Linked DNA regions of Sus scrofa: region 1 is linked to region 2. Evidence: chromatin contacts called from public Hi-C data. All regions are on one chromosome and are shown on one strand. The core of a region is the stretch at or near the end of the contact, and the rest is flanking DNA. Distances in the headings are between cores, read along the strand shown. Region 1 holds the start of EEF1E1 (eukaryotic translation elongation factor 1 epsilon 1). Region 2 holds the start of BMP6 (bone morphogenetic protein 6).

The links. A called contact is a pair of places that touch in the nucleus more often than the background predicts.
Region 1: a contact with region 2 is called in a Hi-C map of heart right ventricle, with 4 times the contacts expected there. The contact joins the promoter of EEF1E1 here to the promoter of BMP6 in region 2. A contact is called at or near these places in 2 of 47 Hi-C or Micro-C datasets (heart right ventricle and liver).

Annotation. Positions count from the first base shown.
Region 1 is chr7:5,385,734-5,392,192 of Sscrofa11.1, reverse strand. It overlaps EEF1E1 (eukaryotic translation elongation factor 1 epsilon 1), which reads left to right and starts at 1,560. Exons shown (of 4, transcript NM_001243545.1): 1 at 1,560-1,685; 2 at 6,061-6,261. The coding sequence starts at 1,599.
Region 2 is chr7:5,057,490-5,063,986 of Sscrofa11.1, reverse strand. BMP6 (bone morphogenetic protein 6) reads right to left here and starts at 5,170. Exons shown (of 7, transcript NM_001168001.1): 1 at 4,406-5,170. The coding sequence starts at 5,045.

The DNA of each region.
Region 1 (6,459 bases), core at 311-2,810, 330 kb before region 2:
GGATGTGAAGTTATTGATAATCATTGCCCAGATCCTTGATTTCATTGGAGGGTGCAGAACAATGATTTTCTATTCTTTTATCTTCATTTATTCGCTGGAACACTTCTATAAAGAGAAAGTTTCCCCTCATCAGTACTTGGTTTCCCTGAGATACAGTAGCTATAGGATAATCTTAAAAAAGTAACTTTGTTTCCATTATTTATCACCTTTCAAAATAATGAATGGGTTCTCTAGAATTTTGTTCTTGTTTTTTAATGTCATTATGAGCTCATAACTTTGAACGTATTTAAAGTGTTTCAGGAGTCTCCTGGTAGCCTAGCAGGTTAAGGATGTGCCATTGTCACTGCTGTGGCTTGGGTTCAATCCAGGGCCTGGGAACTTCCGTATGCCATGGACACAGCCCCAAAATAATAAATAATAACTTTAAAAATTGATTTTCCACCCATTTACTCCCCCAGTTATCATTTTCACATTTGGGTGCATGTCTTTTCATTTGATTTGAAATAATTTTTACTGGAATTCAAATCAAACCTCAGTTTGAGTAATTTAGGCCAAGCCTTATTTTAAATATACCACCCATTGGAATTAGATAACTACAAATGTTTTAAATATTTTATTACAAGTAAAATGTGTACCTAAACACTGAAAATAGATGAGTGAATTCTCTCATCTTGGCCTTTTGGGAACTAGTGAAATAGTCATTCAATTCTCTATATAAGGAAAATAAATAGATAATTCATGCACAACAATCCACTTGCACTGGAATTCCCTTTGTATTTTGTTTATGTTGATTTGGCCAAATTTTCTTTTTCTTACATTTCTTTCCACTGCCAGAATTAATTTAAGTATTTTAGGGTAGAGAAGCTTAGTTCCCCACTAAACGTCTATGTTTCTGACTTAGTGATGAACTATCTTGTATTTCTTTTCCATTTCTCTCAGAGTAATACACATCGTTTATTCGTTCTTCAATGAGGAAACTGTTTTTCAGAAATCTTTTGGGGTTGAACACGTACTACCCATTTTATACCTTGAAGATATAAGAATTTAGCAACTTCGGGGGAAAACGTTATGTGCATTTTTTATTTCGATACCCAAAGCTACATAAATTGTATCACATATAAATCATACATAAATATACATAATATACATAAATTATATCATTATTATATCTTTGCGGTATTGTAAATAAAGATCATTAAAACCAATGATACCTGATTTCCTTGGCTTGCCCAAATCACTTGATACAAACTCTCCCCTTTTTGGGGGAGAGGTGCTCGCACTCCTGGCTTGTGGAAGTTCCCCGGTCAGGGATCGAACCCCTACAGCCACAGTGCCCTTTGCATAATCCTCAAATTTAAATTCCACCGCCAATCCTGATCCGAGAGCGGAGGTTTGCCAGCTCCTCCCCATCTGTCACGCACCCCTCTTTAGGCCCCGCCCCCTCTCTTGGTCCCGCCTCCTCGCCGGGAACACGTTCCACGCCCCCTACGCTCAGCCAATAGAAGGTGACGTTGGAGGGAACGGGACGTCCCTCTCAGCCAGTGCAGGAGATCCTTGCTGACCTGGTCCCGCCCCTGCCGAGAGCTCGGAGCCGGAAGATGGCGGCGGCCGCTGAGTTGACGCTGCTGGAGAAGTCTCTGGGGCTGAGTAAAGGGAACAAATACAGCGCCCAGGGCGAGCGCCAGGTGAGAAGCGGAGGCGGCGCGGAGGGGGAGAGGTGGGCGGGAGCGAGGCCTGCCGGGCCCGGGGAGGATCCGGCCGGCGGGCGGAGGCGGCGAGTGAGGCTGCCGCCCTCACCTCCCCACGTGTCTGCTTCCCCCGGTCTCCTCCTGCGGCCCTCGCTGCCGGAGGAGCTTGGCCTGAACGTTCCTCCTGCGAAGTTGTCATCATGCCGTTCTGGGAAAGCGAGGGGGTCCTCAGAGAGCCCTTAGGCCAGGCTGGAGGCCCCGCGTGTGCATTCAGTCGGAGCGTTCACTGTAATGGTACCTTTCGTTTGGAATTACGCAACTGCTGCGAGCGAACCGCGTGCCAAGGACACAGTGCCAGGACTGGGGGATGCAGCAGTGGTCCCGGCGGACGTGCCCTCCGCTCAGGAAGCTTGGTTTTCAGCTGGGTGGACAGACGATGCAGCTATTCTTGTCACCCTCCCGAAAAGTGCTGCATCGAAGCTAGATGGCCGGGAGATCACCTATTGGCCCAAACTGGGAGATTCAGCTTTTCTGAGGCCTTTTTAGATTAAATGTGCAACGTGCGAGAGGGAGAAGGTTCCGCGGAGTGAGATTACCTGGGAAGGTACAAGGATTCTGATTTCTAAGGGCCTTAAGGACGTTTCTGTTTTATAAAGGTGGCGTTTGCGAGGGATGGAATGAATGTATTGGAGGAGGAGAATGTAGGAAGACCACTTTGGATATATACACGGGGTTCGCTCCTTTGAGATTTTTTTTTTTTTTCCTAGATGATACTTGTTTCTTTTTCTGTTCTTCATTTGATCCCTGTTAAAATCTCGACTCCAGAACAGTTGTGTTGTAGTTGTTTTGCTGACCGCACCCGTGGCATATGGAGGTGCCCAAGCCAGGGAGGTGCCTCACCTCGCCACCAGATCCTTAACCCGCTGCGGCACAGCAGGAACTCCAGTCGTGTTGTAGTGTGAAACTGAAGGAGAGGATGCAGGACTTAACCTAAGAGCAGCCCACCAAGTGGTGCAGAGTAGGCACTGGAGCCAGACTGGCCTGCTTTTGCTTTTTCCTCTGGCCTCCTGCTGATTCCTCCCCTCTGCCACTACTCCCAGTTGGTTCTGGTTTTGTTTTGTTTTGTTTTGTTTTTGTTTTTGTTTTTTAAGGAACCCACTGCCTGGTGTTCTGGAAGTTAGGTATCCAGCCTCATCACTGCTGTGGCTCAGGTTCCATCCCAGGCCTGGGAACTTTTGAGTGCCAGGGCGCACCCAAAAACCAAAACAAAACCAAAGAAATGGGTTTGCAAACTTCATGAAGAGCTCGTGTTTGACATGTGTAAGACGAATAAACTATGAAAGGTTGGGTAATTTGGGATGACACGTAGATGGGATAACAGTGTGATGAACGTATGATGGACAGGATCGTGAATGACGCAGTGCGAAGCAAGCCCAGAATTATAGTGCGGAGCCCTATGCTGAGGGCTGTGGAGTTTAGAATTAAAACTTTTTTTTTTTTTTTTTTTTTTTTTTTTTTTGGAGTTCCCGTTGTGGCTCAGTGGTTAACGAATCTGACTAGGAGCGATGAGGTTGCGGATTCGATCCCTGGCCTCACTCAGTGGGTTAAGGATCCGGTGTTGCCATGAGCTGTGGTGTAGGCTGGCAGCTACAGCTCTGATTGGGCCTCTAGCCTGGGAACCTCCAGGTGCTGTGGGTGTGGCCCTAGAAAAGACAAAAGACCAAACAAAAAAAACCAAAAAAACACTTTTTTTTTTTTCCTTAAGCGGAGGGAGGCTATTGAAAGTTTCTGTTAATGTGTTTAGGAAAAGAGATGAGGCTATATGATTCCTTCATTTGAGGGGAAGACAACTGACAGCAATAAGCCAGCAATAAGGCATTCTCCACAATACTATCAATAATAATTAAAATTTGAAAATGGAGTTCTAGCTGTTTCACAACGGGTTTGGCAGCATCTCTGCAGCACTGAGATGCAGATTCAATCCCTGGCCCAGCACAGTGGCTTAAGGATCCAGTGTTGCCACAGCTGCAGCATGGGTCACTACCGAGGCTTGGATCTGATCCCTGGCTGCAGGGTGGCCAAAAAAGAAAAAAAAAAAAATTGAAAACACTCCAGGAATCCAGCTCTAGAAGAATGGTTGTTCAATTGTGATGCATCAGCACATTGGAATATTATTTATGTAGCCATTGAAAGTGATTGCTTTAAAGACCATGGAACCTTAAAATGAATGTGAAATAGTGTGTGTGTCTCAAGATCTCAACTACATAAGGTCTGCCTGCTTAGGATGTGTAAAGGAAAGAGAATGAACTTCCAGGTCACTGGTGCTTTATGCAAACCCTGATGCCACCATTGCCAACCTGGTGGCCTTGGTTCTTTGTCTGTGAACTGAGGATGCAGTCACTTACCTGTCTCAGAAGATGTCATGATTTGATGAGAACGTAACTGCGGGAGTTCCTGTGGTGACTCTGGGTTAAGAACCCGGCTAGTATCCATGAGGATGCTGGCTTGATCCCTGGCCTTGTTCAGCAGGTTCAGGATCCAGTGTTGCTCTGAGCTGCAGTGTAGGTTGCAGACACCGCTGGGATCTGGCCTTGCTGTGGCTGTGGGGTGGGCCGGCAGCTGCAGCTTTGATTCATCCCCTAGCCTGGGAACTTCCATATGCCACAGGTATGGCCAGAAAGAAAGAAACTGGGAGTTTTTTGAGTTAGTGTGATGGGGTTGTGGGTAATTTATCTATTTTTACACGTGATTCTCTTTAGAATTGTCATTTTCCCCTTCACTCAGCACCTGTGAGCGCTTTCCTTCCTTCAGCACACACATCTCAGTGAGTCACCTGCAGTAAAGCGAGTCCCCACCCAGGCAAGGAATGGAACATTGGCGGCCCCTCCAGTGACTTGTATCTTGTTTTCCTTTAATGCATTTTTTTTTTTTTTTTAAGGAAGTTATTGGGGAGTTGAGGGAGCTGCGTAGTGAATGGAAAGTAGCTGGTGAGGAAGTGGAAAGCTGAGACGACCTTTAGTTACTTCCTTTAGCTTTTAGGAGGTAACCTTTGAATCTGTATCCATAAAATGTTAATCTCCCCATATAGCTCCCATGCTCCTGTTGCCCGGGTGTGAGAGGGCCCTGCACAGTGTAAATAACTGTCTGAGGCGTTCCCGTCGTGGCTCAGTGGTTAAGGAATCCGACTTGGAACCATGAGGTTGCGGGTTCCATCCCTGGCCTTGTGCAGTGGGTTAAAGATCCAGCGTTGCCGTGAGCTGTGGTGTAGGTTGCAGACGCAGCTTGGATCTGGCATGGCTGGGGCTGTGGTGTAGGCTGGCAGCTACAGCTCGGATTCGACCCCTAGCCTAGGAACCTCCACGTGCTGCGGGTGCGGCCCTAGGAAAAAAATAAATTAAAAAACTGTCTGAGTTCCGGATACTGTTTTCATGGTGAAAAGAGCAGCCATCTTCCTGGGGAATAATTCTCTTGGTTTTCTGAGGCCGGTTAGATCGTATCCTTGTTATTTATAATTGGATAGTCTCCCCATTGGTGATACTTGGCATTTTTTTTCTTTCTCCCTTTTCTTTTTGTTTTGCAGCACCCACGGCATGTGGAAGTTCCTCGGCCAGGGATCAAACCCGTACCCCAGCAGCAGCCCTGAGCCACCGCAGTGACAATGCCACGTCCCTAACCCACTGAGCCACCAGGGAATTCCTACATTTTCTTTTAAGATTTATCAAAACGCTCCATTTAGTTATGCGTCAAGAACATTTAGGAGTTCCTGTTGTGGCTCAGCAGGTTAAGGACCCAACGTGGTCTCTGTGAGGATGTGGTTTCGATCCCTGGTGGCCTCACTTAGTGGGTTAAGGATCTAACTCAGGTCAGATCAGGTGTTGCTGCAGCTGTGGTGTAGCCGGCAGCTACAGCTCCGATTTGACCCCTAGCCCAGGAACTTCTATATGCCACAGGAGCAGCCATAAAAAGAAAAAAAAAAAATTGTTTATTTTTGTTATTACAGAAGTTGGGCTTATTTAAGTATGTTCGTTCACCTTGCTAAAAGAGAGAATGGGTAATCTGGATTGAAATTAATGCGGTATTATTAGAATTTCCATTTTCTCTTTTTGTACATACATAATTATAAATTATGTAGAAACACTATGCTGATAATTACTAACCTGTAATTACTAGTATCCCATTGGCAGGCATCTGTTATCAAAGGTAATCAGATAACTGCTGTTTTCCTGACCTCGTTGGTATGTAATTTAATATCTTAGAGTATTTGAGAAAACAGTTTATTTCATGGTTCCTTAGACCTTACAGTCACGGTGGCAATTGTTTTTCCAGTTTCTCGGAAGAACTCTTGTTTTTTTGTTGTTGTTTTTGTTTTCAGATCCCAGTTCTTCAAACAAACAGTGGTCCGAGTCTGACGGGGTTGACCACCATAGCCGCTCACCTGGTCAAGCAGGCCAACAAGGAGCATCTGCTGGGGAGCTCGGCAGAGGAAAAGGCAGTGGTGCAGCAGTGGCTAGAGTTCAGGGTCACGCGCGTGGATGGGCAGTCCAGCAAAGACGACATCCGCACTGTGTTGAAGGTATGGCGACTTCCCTTTAGAGGCTGGAAGGCGAGCGCTGCTGATAATAACAGGGACCGCTCTTCCCTGAGCTTCGGCCGCTGAAGCGCTTGGCCTTCTTTACACGTCTCCTCCCGCCTCCTGAGAGTTTGGCCCTGTGCTTATCTTTGCCTCCATCAGACGCTGCCAGCCCCTCCGTTCAGCCCTCAGCACCAGGGC
Region 2 (6,497 bases), core at 3,921-6,420:
AGACGCGGCTCGGATCCACGTGGCTACCTACACCTGTGGCGTAGGCCAGCGGCTACCACTCTGATTGGACCCCTAGCCTGGGAACCTCTATATGCCCCGGGAGTGGCTCAAGAAAAGGCAAAAAGACAATAAAATAAAATAAAATAAAGCACTATAACAGACATTAGATGTCATGAGTTTCAACCCAGCTTCCCTTCCCTCGCATGTTTTACTTAGGAAAAATCAGGTGTGCCATTTGCAAACGATCTCAATAAAATCAGGTGTACCCTTCCAGATTCGCAAAACAAGGATTTTAAATGAATGTGTCTACTCTCACTCATTCAGTCTTAAGCTCCTTCAAGATGCTCAGCTCTATGCCGGGAACTTAGGTTATGATGATGGATAAGCCCGGGGGCTTTTAGAGGCTGACATCCTACAGGGGCGACAAACAAAGGAGTAAGCACATTTTCAAAGGAATAAAAAAAAAAATACTCCTCGTGAGAAGCGCAACCAAGGAAATAAACAGGGCGCTGTGATGGTAAATAAGTGGGGGGCGGGGCGGCCCGGATCTCCACGGAGTGGTTAGAGACGGCTTCCTCTGCGAGGTGACTTTTAAGCTGAGACCCGAGATATTTCAGCAGACCTCGCCAAGGTCACCAGATTGGCAGGCTTGCCTCCGAGGCCCTGATGGAATGCAGGTTCACGCGTGCACCCAGCTTGCCCGGGCACTCTGCACACAGCCAGTAAGGACTAAGGTCCCCAGACTACGCACCCAGAGAGTGTGCGAAACCATCACTACAAACAAGTGAGCAGCCTCTGGGATGTGCAAGAGAAATTCATCCTGTTGATTCAGACTTCCTGCCAGCCAGCCACTCTGACCTACACGCCTCCAAGTGTTTTAAATGTATTTTATGAGTAAGCAACTCCCCTGCCCCTGGGGAAAAAAAGGATGTTTACAACTATATAACACATTCCTTTGTACTTTCAGTTCCTCACTTATCTAACTCTGTAGGTATCAGAGGATGGAAAGCCCATATGCTGTAACGTTATCTTTCTGTAGATTCTATAGTCACACAGTGCAGTAGCCAATATGCCATTGACACAGAGTAATAGATCTGGGGATGCCTCCAAACATCTTTTTTTTGGAGAATCCAGGCTGCTAAGCACTTGCTTTCTTCAAATCAACTGTCCTTATGCTCGGAGTTATGATAATCAGATTTCATCACAGTTCAGCTTCTCATTGTGACAGGCTCCTGTCCTACTGCTAAATGGATTAAGAGTGAATGGAACCGCCTGACCGGCAGGTGGCATGGCTTGTGACTTGGAGTCTGCATCACCCCCGGAAAAGGTTTTCTCCTCTAACTACCCACGTGGAGTCCAGGATTGGACCTACAGATAGCTACAACCTGCGGTCAGAAAGGCCAGTGGGATGCTAAGAGGCCCCGTGGGACACAGTTCCCTACTCGGACATCTCTTCTGGATCAGCCTGTCCCTGGCCTCAAATGACACTACTGATGAGCTCCCTTGGAATTTTTCAGTGCTATTTTTTTTGAAGCTTTAGAAACGCTTTATGGAAAATGAAAATACCCCTAGGGAGATACTATGTTAAACCATCACTGTAGTTAGCAACCCGCTTCAAACAGTGTGACAGTGTAGCCCAGGAAAGGTCAGAAGAGCAAGGGAGAATCTGGAGGTCACTCAACACAGGAAATGTCACCGTACTTTACAACCTGCCCCAAGCCAATGCTCACAAATACCAGTGGTTCAACATTGGAACCACCTGGGGATCTTGATTTTTTTTTAAGAGCCGCACCTGCAGCATATGCAAGTTCCCAGGCTAGGGGTGGAATTGGAGCTGCAGCTGCGGGCGTAAATCACAGCCACAGCCACGCCAGATCCTATGCTACAACTCACAACGACAACACTGAATCCATTACCCACTGAGTGAGGCCAGGAATCAAATCCCCTCAGGTTCTTAACCCTCTGAGCCACCCTGGGAACTCCCACCTGGAGATCTTTTAAACTGTGGATATCTGGCTTCCACCCCAAGAGTTGACTTAATTGACAAGGGGTACCACTTGAGCATCTAGACTTTAAATTTTTGTTGTTGTTGTTGTTTTGTCTTTTTGCCTTTTCCAGAGCTGCTTCTGCAGCATATGGAGTTTCCCAGGCTAGGGGTCTAATTGGAGCTGTAGCCACCGGCCTACACCACAGCCACAGCAACACCAGATCCGAGCCGAGTCTGCGACCTACACCACAGCTGATGGCAACGCCAGATCCTAACCCACTAAATAAGCAAGGCCAGGAATCGAACCCACAATCTCGTGGTTCTTAGATTCGTTAACCACTGAGCCACAACAGGAACTCCCGCATCTAGACTTTAAAATTTCTCCCGCCCCCCCACCCCCGGCGATTCTATGTACAGCCATGTTTGGGAGCCACCCACATCAGGAAGCTCTTGATAGCTTTCTCAGATGATTTGATTTCTTTCCGACATCGAGATCTCCTGTGACAGTGCTTCATGACTATCCATGGCAGCCTATTAGAAAAACCTTAGGCACTCATTTTAAAAAGCCGCAACTCACCTGCTCAGATTCTGACTTAACTGTTCTCAGGAGCAGCCCAGCACCCCAGGTGAGGCTGATGGACAGCCAAGGGCTAAAAGCCTAAAGCCTCGACCTGTTTTCCGGAGGCTGTAATATGATTGTCCCTGAAGGAGCCAAAAGGGTCATTCTTCCCACTTTGCCCAGGTTGGGACTACCCCTCAGAATAATAAAACCCTTCCCCAAGGCTGCCGGGAAACGGGGCAGGGAGGCGATGAAGGAGCCCACGCGAGGTAGAATTTGCTGAGCCAGAAGCAGCAGAGATGTTATAATAAGGAAAAGCACTGGTCCCTGCCCCAGGCCCAACTTCACTGACTGGCATGAGAATTTCCTTAGAATGCTTCCTGGAGGTGGCTCAGCCTTGGATTTGGTCCCAATAAACTGTGACGATTCCTGTCCAATCAGAACCCCTGGCACTGGGAGGAACAAGACTGGCAGGCCTGGAGCCTCCACTCCCTGTGACAGTCTGTTTCATGAGTTTCCCAGGAGGATTTCTGCACCACTTGGATGCCAATCGCCCTGCTCCACATCCTCCCCAACCTCCCCCCTCGCCCCCCACTCCTCCTTTCCTCCCCCAAAGCAGTGGAGCTAAGGATCATTTCCTAGACATACTTGTCAAGGACTCACTTAAATTCTTTCACACGGGAATCATTCAAGTAAATCATGTCCTTCAAAGAGGGCTGTCTGCGACCGTGTCTTGGAGACGCGGGTGCTACTTTGGCCAGTGTCTGCTAACCCACTCTGGAGCCTGGACAGGGCCACACGTCGCCCACCGGAAAGAAGTCCGCGGAGACCCACCCCACCGCGCTGCTGCACCCACTCCGCGCGTGGCTTCTGCGCCCTATTCCTCCCAGCGGAGAACGCGCTCCCTACACCGCTTTGTCTACGCTGAGTCTGCTTATGAATGAAGAGCAGCGCAGACTGGAGGCACTGACTCTGGAAAAGGCCTTCCTTACACGGTTCTCAATTACAGATGAGACGACTCTAGGGGGAAAAGGCTCAGTGACTCCGTCCGGGTTTGCCACAGAACATTTGTGGCTGAGCCCGATTTAGCCGCCCTCGAATTTCCATTCTGGTTGCCTGGCAACCGGCTCAGACCAGCTCAGGGCCCAACCCCGGCCCCCCACCCGCCCCCTTTCTCTGCTCTTGCAACTTCAGCCGCACCGATCAGAAGTTCAGCCTCTTGGGGCGCTGGCCAAAAGCAAGTGAGCGAGGGTACTGGGTGGGTTACCCCAACTGGGCTCGGGATCCGGCCTCAAAGCCGCGCGAGCCCCGCCTGGCTGGGACTGGCGGTCCTTTCGGGACCTCCTTCTGCAACCCTCCTCCCCCAATTCCGTGGATACCGAATAACACAGTCATGTCAAGTTTCCAAAGTACTCAGCTGCTGTCGGATTCCCTAAAAGTCCCGGTGGGAACCCTGGCACTCAGAGCGTTGAGGATGCAGAACAAAACAAGAGGGGAAGGTTGTTGAAGAGCCTTCTTCCCAGCTGGAGCCAATCCTGCCCCATTTTTCTGCCACAATAGAGTGAACGGGGCCCAAACCGGGCACTAGTGGGGAAAGCGCGGGACGCGCTCAGGCCGTCACCGAGACGCGCCCCAGTCTGCCGGCCGCCTCCCGCCGCCCGGTCCGGCGCGCGGGGAGTGCCCTTGCGGCTCCCGCAGCGCAGGTGACGGGAGGGCAGCCGGCCTGTCCCCGCATTCCCGCCGCGCCACCCCGGACCCCCGAGCCAGGGGGCTTCTCCACCCTCTCAACCCCACTCCCTGGGCCAGAGAGACTGGAAAGGAGAGAATATTCCAGCCGTTACGCTACCCCCAGTCCTTACCCAGGTTCACAAAGCTCATGACCATGTCGGCGTCGTTGAGGAAGGCGCTCTCCTGCGCGCTGGTCAGTGGGGAAGCGCTGCCACCAGGTCCGGCGGCCAGGAGGCTCCTGCTGCCGAGGGGATGCGCGGCGCGAGGGGGCGGCTGCCGAGGCGGGGACGAGCCAGTCCCTCCGCGCAGCCCGGGCTGCCCCATCTCCTTGTCCGAAGCCAGGTCCTCTTCGTCGTCGGCGGACAGGGCGTTGTACAGGTCCAGCATGAAGAGGGGCGCAGACTTCAGCCGCCCGGGCGGGGGCTCCCCGTGAGTCTGCTGCTGCTGCGGGAGCGCAGGGGGCTGCGGCTGCTGGAGGCCATGCAGGGGCCGGGGCCGGTGCGGGAGCCCCAGCACCGAGAGGATCTCCTTCTGCATCTCCCGTTTCTCGTGCGTCTTGAGCCGCCGGTAGAGGAAACCGGAGGAAGAGGTCTGCGGCGGGGGCGGCTGCTCCGCGTGGCCCGGGCTCCCGCCGTCCCCCAGCAGCGCCCCCCCGGCGGCGGCGGCGGCGGCGGCGGGCAGGGGCGGCCGCAGCGACGGTGGCCCGCAGCAGCTGCACAGCAGCCCCCACCACCAGCACAGCCACTGCGCCCTCCGCCCCAGGCCCGGCATCCCCGCCCGGCCGGGCTGGCCCCGCGGGCCCCGCGAGGCGTGCAGCGGCTGAGCGAGGCTGGAGCGCGGCCGCTGTGGCCCTTGGCGTGAACAGCCCCCGCCAGCTCCCGGCGGGCTCGCTTCCCCTTCCTGGCCCTCAGTCCTTATCTCTCATGGTCGTCTGGGGCGCCCCCAGATGCCCAGACTGGAGGGGAGACGAAGGGGGCGATCCCCGGGAGAACCACTGGAGAGGAAGGGGGAGCCCCGCACTCCCGCGCAGATCTCCGGAGGCTGACGGTCCAGACCAGGTGCGTCCGAGTGGGGGCCGCGCTGCCGCCAGCGCCCCCGCCCCTGGGCGGGTCACGGCACGGTCTCTCTCGGGTCTGGCTGCCCGCGCACGTGCGCTGCCTCGCGCCCTCCCGGGAGGCTGAGCGGGACCCGGGACGGCGGGGGAGCGGGGCCGCTCACCAGCTGCGGGGGATACCCGTCATCATCCTCGCGCACGCCTCGCCCCGACTCGCGCGGCCGCGGTGAAGTTTACCCCGCCGTAGGGCCCGGGCCGTGGCGACAAGGCGTCCCAAGATGCCAGCCTTCTCCGCGAGGCTGAAACTTCCCAGTCGCGCACAAACTCTGCGCCCCTCCGCCCTCGGGCACTGCCGCTCTCGCTCAAAATCTCCACGCGCCGCTCGACTCCCCAGGCGGAGGCGGTGAGGCTCTTGCTTTCCGTTCGGTGTTCGCCGGGCTGCCCTGCAAACCCCCCTCGCAGAAGGGACGAGAGGCAACCGGACCCGTGCTCAGGACAGCGCAGTCGGCGCGGGGTTTCACCGGCTCCCGCCTCCCAGCGCGGTGCTGCCGGCAGCGGCCAACGTGGGCTTTCTGGTGCGCGTCTAGCTCAGGTACCGCACTCCAGCCCCTGGGACGCCCCGCCCTCCCGAGTAACGGGCAGGCCGGCGGCCAATAGAGAGGCGCGTCTCGTCTGTATTTAAATAGGCCCGCCCCCTTCTTTCACCCTCCCTCTCCCCCGAGGCGTTGCCTCCGCAGCGCGTAGGTTTCAAGCACCGAGAATTCTCGCCAGCGCCCAAGGAGGGGCGAGGTAGCAAAGGCAAAGAGATCTGATCAACACCCCAGTGCGAACCTCTCTTCTTTACGATCACATAAAAGGCCTAAATGCTGCCTTAACTAAATAAAAGCAAAATCAGCTGTTAAATCAACGCCACCTGAATCAACTGAGGAAGACCAGAGAAGTATGGATTTCCCATTTCTTCCTTATTTTCGCTAATTGATGTTATATAGGCGTTTAGCGTGACTTCCAAAGGCAGCTGGTGGAAGTTGGGACACACCCTCGCAGAAGCTGCTCCCAGACGCCACAGAGAGGACCAAATGTAAGCCAGACCCAGTGTCCTGAGGGCTCCGGGACGGGGTATTTTGATTTATCTCTTCATTCCGGCTTCGACTTGGCTTCTAAAGCTGGCA